Regions from separate parts of the Hordeum vulgare genome. Here regions 1 and 2 are each linked to region 3. Evidence: chromatin contacts called from public Hi-C data. All regions are on one chromosome and are shown on one strand. Each heading gives the region's core, a stretch centred on a gene start, on an enhancer-like site or on the middle of the called end of the contact. The rest is flanking DNA. Distances are from core to core; before and after follow the strand shown.

What was found. Hi-C and Micro-C count contacts between places; a contact is called where the count stands out from the background.
Region 1: a Hi-C map of leaf shows a contact between it and region 3, with 2.6 times the contacts expected there. The contact joins the promoter of LOC123442925 here to the promoter of LOC123442926 in region 3. A contact is called at or near these places in 3 of 6 Hi-C or Micro-C datasets (leaf and seedling).
Region 2: a Hi-C map of leaf shows a contact between it and region 3, with 5 times the contacts expected there. The contact joins the promoter of LOC123442928 here to the promoter of LOC123442926 in region 3. A contact is called at or near these places in 3 of 6 Hi-C or Micro-C datasets (leaf and seedling) and 1 of 1 datasets of contacts at active chromatin or transcription factors (embryo).

What each region holds. Positions count from the first base shown.
Region 1 is chr3H:51,670,854-51,674,330 of MorexV3_pseudomolecules_assembly, forward strand. LOC123442925 (ribosome assembly protein 4-like) reads right to left here and starts at 1,855. Exons shown (of 9, transcript XM_045119110.1): 1 at 1,596-1,855; 2 at 61-247. The coding sequence starts at 1,759.
Region 2 is chr3H:51,986,002-51,989,570 of MorexV3_pseudomolecules_assembly, forward strand. It overlaps LOC123442928 (glutamine--tRNA ligase), which reads left to right and starts at 1,387. Exons shown (of 21, transcript XM_045119115.1): 1 at 1,387-1,762; 2 at 1,974-2,021; 3 at 2,347-2,446; 4 at 2,670-2,765; 5 at 2,861-2,922; 6 at 3,010-3,111; 7 at 3,198-3,290; 8 at 3,463-3,569. The coding sequence starts at 1,622.
Region 3 is chr3H:51,801,282-51,805,125 of MorexV3_pseudomolecules_assembly, forward strand. It overlaps LOC123442926 (acyl transferase 9), which reads right to left and starts at 1,589. Exons shown (of 2, transcript XM_045119112.1): 1 at 1,069-1,589. The coding sequence starts at 1,500.

The DNA of each region.
Region 1 (3,477 bases), core at 605-3,104, 130 kb before region 3:
TTAAGCAGAAGAGCAAATCTGCTAAATTAGAAACACATAATACTGTTGCATTTCACTCACTTGAGAGAACCAAACACCATTCCTATCAAGCATTAGATGGCTTGGTGTTGGCTTCGTGGGATCTAGATAATAAATAGATGATAAGGGATCATCAAACTTCATTTGATGTACTTCAGTGTGCCTCCGAATATATAGTTCTCTAATCCCCAAAGCTCCATAAGGCATTTGTTGAAACGGCCATTGCTTCCTAAGCATTCAAATAGTCATGATGCAAATAAACAAGTCCACAGTCAGATACATGTGTAGTTTTCAAAGTCTCAAAATACTACTCCCTAAGCATTCCGAGGAAGTATATAGTATGACTCTCAAACATTAGACGGATTATGTGAGTTCAGAAAAAGATTAGACAGCATTGATCAACTCGTACTGTAAAACTTGCTGCAAAGCATTAAACGTTAGCTGCCTGAAACTTTCAAGTTGCGTGCACCTTATCAAACAAAGTTCATATTGTGTAGACAGTGACAATTCCTCCACCAACAGAATAACTATTAAACTACCAAAAAGTACTTTTCCTTCAAAAAGTTAGTCCAACAGAGTCAGAATATAAGTCATTTTGAATTGCACTAGTCCAATATTTGTAGGATTGACTATCTATAATGAAAGAATAACTAGCAGCAACAACATCAAATTGATATCTTCAACATGTAATAGATGTTCATAATGTATGATAGTACCTGAAACCCTAAACGCGAGCTCACTCTTCATGTACAAACCGTTCTCATTTTAGGTGAAACAACACTTCTAAATTCAAATTGATGATCAATGTGGCACCTTGAAAAATGTATCAATGTCCAAAAAAACACTATTGTTACGACACAGAGGGGGCATAGCATGAACATTAACACTGTTGCTTGCTCCATGTTTCAAATACTCTACTTTGCTGAAGAGATACAAATCTCAAGATTGATAAGTCCGCAGCTTGCAGTCCCAACAACCAAGACAACTAATAAAGTTGCTAGGTTTGTGCCACTAAATATGTGGACCCGCGAACCCTCTGACCGAGTGACCGTCTTACGATCAAGTTTGCCTATATCAAATGCCAACCAATCATACAACAATGAAGATGGAATTCTCCCTTTCAGTGCATCCCAAGAATTAATGTACTGTTCAAAAGTTCGAGGCTTCCTCAGTCTAACTGACACCCAGATGTTCACCCAAGAAGAAAATCATAGTAGAGTTCATAATTTTCCAGTCCCAATCATCGTCCAGGTACCTAACATCGCGGCAAATCACTTTTCCCCAAATTTTTAGCTCCGCAAAAGCTTCAAGATCCCAATCAAAAGCTTCAAGATCATTCGTAAACTCCGGCCACAAAAAAAATCACTGAGCTCTGCATCTGCACCCCAGGATCCCACCTTTCAGCTCCCAATCAACACTACACGTCTACACCGTACAATGACCAAAAGGGGGTAAACCTAATAACCTATTGCTTACTGGGTCTGTAAAAATTGCCCTATACAGCTGAGTGTGCCGACGCATAAATCGAAATTCCCGAATCGGACGAGAGACAGAGGAAAGGGGGTGAAGGAGGCGACCTGTAGAGGCGGTACCAGACGGCGTCGCAGTAGGCGATGGCGTGCAGCGGGCGGCAGGCCATGGCGAGGCTGGCGACGTCGCGGGCGCCCAGGTGGCGCGCGCAGTGGGCCAGCACGTCGCCATCGAGATCGACGAGCGTCCTCCCCGGCAACGGCGCCGACATCGCCGGCGACCTGAACCCTAGAACGTATCACGGTGGCCACCGTCTCAGGCGCGCGGGGAAGGGGGGAGAGGCGGCGGCGGTTGCTCTTTACCTCTACGTCTGTCCCCAAAATCTATAAACTCCTTTTTTTAGTACGTCTGATTTTTATCTTTTTACAATGTTTTTTTATTTCGACAATCCCTTATTGTTTCCATTCTTCATACCAGACTTGTACCGTCCATTACCCCTGTACATGAACATTTACGTCTGTATTGTGTTTTAAAAAAAAATTACGTTTGGAAAGCGTTTGAAATCGATGCGGCAGGCGGAAGCTTCGGTCGGTCGCAAGCCTCATCACGCGCATGGCACTCGTGCAGCCACGTCATCCTAACACCGGCCATGTAACCGCCCCGGTCTAACCTTATTCATCCTCGTTGACTCCTAAGAGCAACTCTAGCAGATCCCGCAAAAATTCGACCCGCAAAACGCGTTTGCGGTTTCACGAAGATCGCGTTTGCTGGTCGAAAATATGCGCGGCCGAACAAAACCCGTATCAAAACCTGCATAACGCGAAGGAAATTACAAAAATATAGTTCATCACATACTACATAGTTCATCACATGATCAACAAACTACAAGCATAGTTATACTACATGCTACGTTAAACTAGTAATAGAGGGGTCGGATCTGACGGCGACGAGGTCGCGGCAAATGGACGACGCCGTGGAAGAGCCGGACGCTCAATCCTCGTCGGAGCTACACAGGTCGACGTACTTCGCCACCTGCTCCGCACGGATGCGGCGCCACTCCTCAGCCTTCTCGTTGGCGGCGACGTTGGCAGCGACCGCCTGCTGCCACTGGAGGGCTTCGAGCTCCTCGGCGTGGCGCCGGCGCTCCGCCTCCTCGCGCACGCTCCGCTCGGTGATGGCGGCAGCAACGGCGTCGAAGTCCGCGACGTAGTCCTCGGGCCCGACCACTCCGCAACGGTCGAGCGGAGCAGGCTCCTCGGGCTCCTCCTTCACCGGGACGAAGGCGAACGGCGCCGGCTCCTCCTCGTCCTCCGACCACTCCCTCTTCACGGGGAGAAAGCCCGCGCCGGAGGACGAGGATGATCCGGCGTAGGAAGATCTCGCGGAGGAGAAGGACGCGCTACGACGGTCATACTCCTCCGTCTCGCAACGGTTGAAGCTTGCTGACGGCGACATCCCGCGGTTGGTCCACCTCCAGGCGCCGCGCTTCCTCGCGTCGCCCGCCCGGACGCGCCGCTTGCGCTCTGGGTCCCTCTCACGGTCGGATCTGCTGCCGGAGCCACGTCCGGAGCTCCACATTCGGCCCCACATGGCGTCTGGAGGCGGGGCGGGTGGTCGCCGGTGGCGAGAAATGTGGAGAGGGGAAAGGGGAATCAGGTGGCTCGCGGCGGCGGGGGGATAGGGTTTGGACCCGCAAAATGGTCGCGGAACCGCAGTTATACTGCTCGGGGCATGCGGGTTGCGGCAAAAAAAATTGCGGGTCGGGCGAGTATGTGGGCTGTGTTGTGGCCGGAAAATTGGGTCGAGCCCGCATACTCGCCGGAATTTTTGCGGGTCGGGCGTTTTGCGGGGTCTGCTAGAGTTGCTCTAAACCACTCATCTCCCTCCTATCCATCTCCCACCACTATGTCCCGTTGATCGTGTCGTTCTCATTGCCCCGCTTTTTTTGCCCCTCCCCCCTTCTGCATCCCAAAAAACCCTGCTAACGAG
Region 2 (3,569 bases), core at 137-2,636, 180 kb after region 3:
TTAGGCGTCATGGTCTAGAGCTTTCGAGCAGTCAATTGTGGATCGCCGGGTGACCAAGTTTGTGAGGGTTTGGAAGTCTGCCCTGAAGACTTACCACGAGTGTTGGGCGAGGACTGTGTGTTCTTAGCCCAAGGAGAACACGGTAGGGACTGTGTGTCCCGGGACTGTGTGTCCTTTGGTTTCAATACGAAGCCGCTCCAAACCAGATGTACGACTGTCACAACAGTTGGAACTGGGTCATCAACTACTGTCTTCACTGAGAAACGGGTTCTAATTCCTCAACTCCTTACTTTCCTCAAATTATGTATTGATGACTTTCACTGCTACTGTTTGAAGAATTTGCTGAAGACTTTCTCTGAATTTCCTCAACCCCAAATTCTTCACGTCAGTTAATCCTCATCTGTATTTTGCGTGCCTGCTCACAGTGCAATCTGTTTTCACATTCCTCACTCTCAAAAACTGCTGTTGTGAAACTTTGCACTTATGATCCTTTACTGTTTCGGCTGCAAGTTAGTCATCAGTGAGGAATTTCCTCAAAAGGAATTTCCTCAGTGATGAAATTCTAAAAATCTCCTATTCACCCCCCTCTAGTCGATATAACGCACTTTCAACGAGGACGAGTGAGGTGATATTTGCTGCGTATCGGAAGTTGTTCCATTGCAACGATGCGCTTGAAGCGGAGTTACATGTTGTTCTTGAGGGTATTAAGCTCACCACTGAGCATTCCGAAGCTACACTTATGGTTCAATCGGATTGTGTTGCTGCTATCAACGCCTTAACGGATGCTTTGTTGGATAAATCAGTCTATGGTCATATGATCCAAGAGATCAAGTTTTTTTAAGTGATAGGGTTTTTATTCCTGTTAAAGTTTCTCGCGATCAGAATAGAGTTGCAGACTGTTCAGCGAATTATGAACGATGTGGGGACAGTACAACTTGTTGGCTGGGCCACTCTCCTCCTTGTTGAGAATTGTAATTCTGTTATATTGGAATAAAAACCTATGACTTTCGTAAAAAAAAGAACTACCCACATGAAGAAAAAGGAAAAGAAGAAGCACATGTTGTCCCAATTGTCAAACAAAACAAAACAAAACAAATGCTGTTATTGGACCTAAGATTTACGCACATGACCCTAGAAAAAATGGTTTACGCACATGACCCTACAAAAAATGATTTACGCACATGATGATCCGTGTTCCTTTTGAGAGTGGATGTTTATCCGGCCGTGGAAAGCGATAGCCGTGACACGTCTCGAAACAAGCGATGCTCGAGAACCAGGCTCCCCACAGAGAACAAGTTCCGTGGCGCCCAAGTGCCAACTTTTATTGTTTTGAAGGGTTTTATAATTACCCAAGTGCCAAGTGAGCGACACATACCGTGGCCGCCACGCACATCGCCTCACACAACCCACGCGCGGGAGCCCACCCGCGGCATGGGCCGCCGGAGGGTTTACGTGCGGGCTCGCGTCAGAAACCCCCAACGCCGCGCACACTTTCCCCCAATCCCCCACACCTCTCTCGCTCGCAGCATCCCTTCCCTGTCCGGAGACGCCTGAACCCCAGCTGCGGCGCGCGCACGCGCACGGACACACACCCGACCCCGGAGCCGGAGCGCCGGCGGAGATGGTCGACGGGGAGAAGGCCTCGGCCCCGCCCCTGCTGCGGCTGGAGACGCTGCTCGCGCTCGGCCTCGACCAGCGCACGGCCGAGAACGCGCTGGTCAATAGCAAGGTCACCGCCAACCTAGCCGCCGTCGTAGCCGAGGTACACAGCCGCCTCCCGTCGTTACCCGTGAAGCACTCCCTTGATTTCGACGAGCGCTGCTCTGCTTTGCACCTGCCGCTAGGGTTTGGTTTCTGCTCGTCTGCGCTGCAAGTTGCGTTTGGCTTACCCTGACCAAATCGGCGCCACTTATAATCTCTGGGAAGCCCTGCCATGTTTTGCCCCTTTTAACTGTAGATCTGCACATGAACAGGCTGGGATAACTGGATGCGACAAGTCCGTCGGGAATCTTCTGTACGCAGTGAGCACCCGCACCAATTTCCCCTGCTAAATTTGAGAATCCTTATGACGCGTGTGATTTATGTTGGTGCACTTGTTCGTGAATGAAACAGGTTGCCACGAAGTACCCAAATAATGCACTTGTCCATCGTCCTGCTCTCATTAGCTACATCGTTTCGACCAAGGTATATATATATCTGCAGCCCATTCATGTTTCAATCCAGTTTCAACGCACAGTTTGCATTATCTGTTCTTTACTCTGAGCTCAAGCGAAGAACTAGTAATGTTTCAGTGCTTCTTTCTCCTTATGCCGTGGACCTGAAGTATTTCTTGCCATGTCACTTCAGATCAAGAACCCTGCACAGCTAGATGCTGCTCTGTCGTTTCTTACTAATACCGGTCCTGAATCTTTGGATATTGGGAAGTTTGAAGAAGCCTGTGGTGTAGGTATGTTTTCATTATCAGAATACAATTATATTCTTCTGCAAATTATAAATCATGTCTGCAAATTCACTGACTGTACACTAAGCATTTCTACCAGTGTGATTTGAGTTTGTTCGGATGATAAAAGAATATTGAATTAGTGCACACTGTTTTATGATCAGGCATTTTTTAAGCCACTGCTTCCAGTTTACCACCTTATTTATTATAATACAATCTGTGACTGCAGGTGTGGTTGTTTCTATTGAAGAGATTCAGTCAACTGTCTCTGAGGTTCTGAAGGAAAACCTGGAAGCTATATTGGAGCAGCGCTATCACATAAATGGTTTGGCTTCCATTTCACTTTTATATTACTGAATTTTCTGATTTATTACTAGAGGGAAGATAACTGGTCTTTGATCCTGCATTTCCTTCTCCTAGTTGGTGGCCTATGCGGACAGGTCAGGAAGCGGCACCCCTGGGGCGATGCCAAGGCAACAAAGGTGCAAAATGATCCTGATTAAATACTTGAGTGTCTGGTTGTATTGCCTCGCCTTTATGTTGAACCACTTCTTTTTTTGCTCTTACAGGAGGAGATTGAGAAGAAGCTTGCTGAGATACTAGGTCCGAAGACGGAAGCTGACAATGTAAAACCAGTGAAAAAGAAGAAGGAGAAACCGGCAAAAGTTGAGGTTGGTGAGCTGAAGTGGATCCTTTGGGTTCAAAATATGACGATTTGATTACAGAATTACTTAGTTATGGTATCCGTGAACTTCAGGAGAAAAAGGTTGCAGTAGCCACTGCCGCCCCACCATCTGAGGAGGAATTGAATCCTTATACAATATTTCCCCAGCCAGCGGAAAACAATAAGGTACCGTAGATTGTGAGATAAATTGATTAAATTTCTGTTATTGTCATGCATCTCAGTTGTGCACTTCCCAAGTAGTTATCCTTCTCGTAAGCACCTTGATTGACTATCTGTTGGAGCTTTGGGTGTTTTGAGAAGTTAACTTAAGTCGTCTTGATTTCTTTTCACGAGCTAGGTTCATACAGAAATATTCTTCAGCGATGGGAACATATGGAGGGCGCATAACACGAAGGAGATATTAGAGAAACATCTTAAGGCAACTGGTGGAAAAGTGATGACGCG
Region 3 (3,844 bases), core at 339-2,838:
AGTACATCTCCGGCTGTCACCGCATAACAATAACAATAATTAAGCTGCAAGCCTGAAACCAGCCCCGATTATTTAAGACAAGAAGATGAAGCGAGATCGCCATCATCCCTAGGGTCAAAGCTCAGTACGCCCGGTGGTCAAAATTCGGCAGCTCCGGTCTCTCGTCCCATGGCGATCACTTTCATCACCGGAATGATGGACGGAATCCTCCGGTGCGTGGCGTACGTACCTACTGCGCACGCGAGTGCGGTTCTACCGAACCACCCGTAACCCGCTGGACACCACCACCGTACCATCTTCCCCACCCATAAAAGTCGCGATTGGTCGCACGTACCGTCGCAGGCAGCGGCGGCATTACGCATACACAACCCGCAACAGAACAAAATTGCAGTGACGCAGTGGCGACACCTCGCCTGAAACGCCAGGAGAACGCCTGGATTTCACGAGCTCGCCCCGCCGGCGGCCGCCATTCCTATCGGTTCCTGGCAGCACCGGCGACGGGACCATTCAGCCTACTTCCAATGGCGTCACAGTGAAGAAGCACGTCAAGCACGAAAGTGGAAACCATGCCGTTGCTAATCACGGCAGTACGGTTCACACTGCGCAGACACGCATCACGAGCTCTCTGCTTCATCACTCGGGGTAACTCCGGCCACGTCTAACTCCGGGTAGCCGTTAACCGCTCCAGGCGACGTCGTAATCGCTTTTTACGAAGACCGGTGACGGGCTGACGCCGGCGGGGCCCACGTGACAGCCTCCTCGACCGACACCGTCAACAAATCGTCTCCACCCGTCACTACCCACCCATGACGCGTCGAAGGGGAAAAATGGGAGAAGCTTCCCACCACGACGCCATCCATCCATCCATCCATCCATCAGCTGGCTGGCCGGCCATCTTCTGACCTGTCGGCTGTCGCCCCTGCTCCCCAGATCTACCCCCGCGCGCACGGATCTACCTCTCTCTACTCTCCCCGGATCGATGCGCCGGCGACTGATTTAGCTTAAGAATCACGGTGGCCGGCCGGCCGGCCGCCGGTAGCGTCACTGATGTGGAGCATGTATATGTACCTGCATCATCATGATGGTGTTGTGGGGCTCGACGGCCCAGAGATCGGCGGCGGGGTAGGGGACGAGGTCCTCCTTGGGGAGCAGCAGGGGGCGCTCCAGGAACCGGACGTCCTCCAGGCTGCACTCGGCGACGGCCTCCGCGAAGTAGACGCCGTCGGCGGTGCAGCGGATGGCGGGGCACCCCTTCTCCGGCTGCTCCACGATGCGCCCCGCCAGCGGGTAGAAGAAGGCCAGCGCCTTGCCCAGCGCCTCGCGGATCACGCCGGGGGCCGCGTCGGCGCCGGACCGGAAGATGTGCATCGACTCCACCAGGCCGCGGTGGGTCGGGTACCGGTCCACCCACGCCAGCGGCAGCGTGTGGTCGGGCGTCTCCGACGCCGGCTTCACCGCGCCCTCCGAGATCCGCGTCACCTTGAAGCTCGACGACGCCATGGCCGCTTCTTTGAGGCGTGTGTTTGCGATTGTGCGCGTGGGAGTCTTGGGACGAGGCTCTGGAGCTTTGAGCTTGAGCTGGTTCCTTAAATGGAAGTTTGGTCTTTGGTGGCTCGCTCGGCAGTCGGCAGTGGGTCGATGGTGTGTGGGGCCCGCCGCGGGAGGTGGGTGTGGGGTCGTGCGTTGGACTATTTTGCGGTGTGCCGTGGCTGCTTTCAACGGCGGAGATCGGCTGTCGGACGGGGTATTTCACGTACGGGTTTTCATAGCCGTTCAAACGCACATGCATGGCGGCCGTCCATACTTGGTTACTACAGTGGCATTTTTTCTGTTGCGACGTTTGTACTGCTGTGTTGCCCGCCGTGGTTCCATGTGCATCTTTGGCGTCAACATCTTTTTCGCCGCAACCTAGTCGTCGCAGGCAGGGTATATGCTCACACTAGCGTGGATGTAGGGATGTAGGAGCATCTACTCTCGCCTGGCCATCAAAACCAGCCTCTCCAGTGCGTGCACACGTGTTGGGGCGCGTGTGAAAATACTCCACCAGTTGTAACAGGTGAGTATTTAATTCACACTAGCATAAATGTCCACGAGTTGTAACGAGAAAGAAAATTACGACAACGACAAAGAGGTGCATGCCAAGATTTAGAAAAAAAAACAAAACATATACAGCTGGACATCAAATGACCCTTCATATGTCTGCGGACACATCCGGTCAATGGTTGGACAGGAGAGAAGAAAAAAAAGGACTCAACGAGACCCTTCATATCATGTCTATATGTTCCGGACTGCTCGCGAACCCGCATATTCATCTCAAAAATGGGAGGATATGAGTGCTCGCCGACGCGACCGGTCAGTCCGTCACATAGGAAGTGTCCTCATCCCGGACCATCCTTTTCTTTTCTTCATTCATTCTTTTCTTTCTTTTTCTTCCTCTGTGGCAATCACGTGTAAGTGATCAAAAATATAAGAAAAAAAATAAAGAGTGTGACTGTGTGGACGGACAAACAAGGGACACGACCGATCACTTATCCGGTGCGCCGAGGGCGTTTAGTGGTCATATTTGCAATGTCCGTCATACATGCTCTTATTCAGCAAAAGAATCCTCAACACTGAGATTAGGTCAGTACATACATTACTTTACCAATTACATAGTCCACGTTGTGTGCTTCGATTCGATTGTATGTGCATCTTGTCCATAGCGTGTGTACGTACCATCTAGGACTTGTATAGGCTAGCCCATATGGTTTTATACAAAAGCTAACTTCTTTGCATGTTCGAACCTATGTCGAATCTACAGCTGCTCCCGTCTTGGCTCTTTTTTTTGCCACGTTCTTTTTGTCCATAGCGTAGTATGACTCATCTTGTCTTGGCCTTCTTTTTACAATGTTATTTTATGATTTAATTGGAGCCCACCAGCATAAGTGAACGTTCTTTCTTTTTCCTTCTAAATTGATGCTCCCTTCGTTCAGAATTATTTATCGCATAAATAAATATAAATTAATGTATCAAGAAATTAAAATACATTTAGACATTCATTATTATGATAAATATTTTGAATGCAGGAAATAGAATCTAGTGTAAAAAATTGGGATGGTACTACTTGATTGGCTGCCGGATCCATCTTGTGACATGGTTGTATGGTAGTAGTTTAGTTGGCTGGACTCTTTGGTTTGATAGTGCATGCAACCTGCCACATTCACGTTTATACACGGCGCGCCGGTCGAGCTGCGTTCGGTCGATCTGGACGGATCGCGCGCGTCCCCTCCCCCCGCGCAGGTCGCCGTCGCCCCCTCCCCCCGCGCAGGCGTCGCCGTCGTGTGCTCCCCCCCCCCCCCCCCCCCCGCGCGCGCAGGTCGCCGTCGCCCCTCCCCCCGCGCAGGCGCCGTCGTCGTGTGCTTTCCCTCTGCGCAAGTCGCCGTCACCCCTCCCCGCGTGCAGGCACCGCCGTCGCGTGCTTCTCCTCTGTGCATGCCGCCGTCGCCCCCTCCCCCGCAGGCACCGCCGCACGCCCTCGTACCCTTCGCTGGCGCTGCTGCAAAACCACCAACGCCGGTGCTCGGGCCGAGCCACAGGGGAGATGACATGGCTGCCTCCTGCCATGGATTGATGTGTGTGTATGCATTTATTAAAAAAAGCTACAAGCGGTGTGCAAAAAGCTTCAAACGACATAAAAAAAGCTTCAACCGTTGATAAAAGAAGTTACAACCACGTCCATGAGAGTTGCAACCAAACTTCGCCGGAGTTTTGTAGGCGGAGTTGCAACCATGATGAAAAAATATTGCAACCATTATACAAATTTGATACATCAGTCATTCTTTTTTATTGCAACCGTATTGTATTT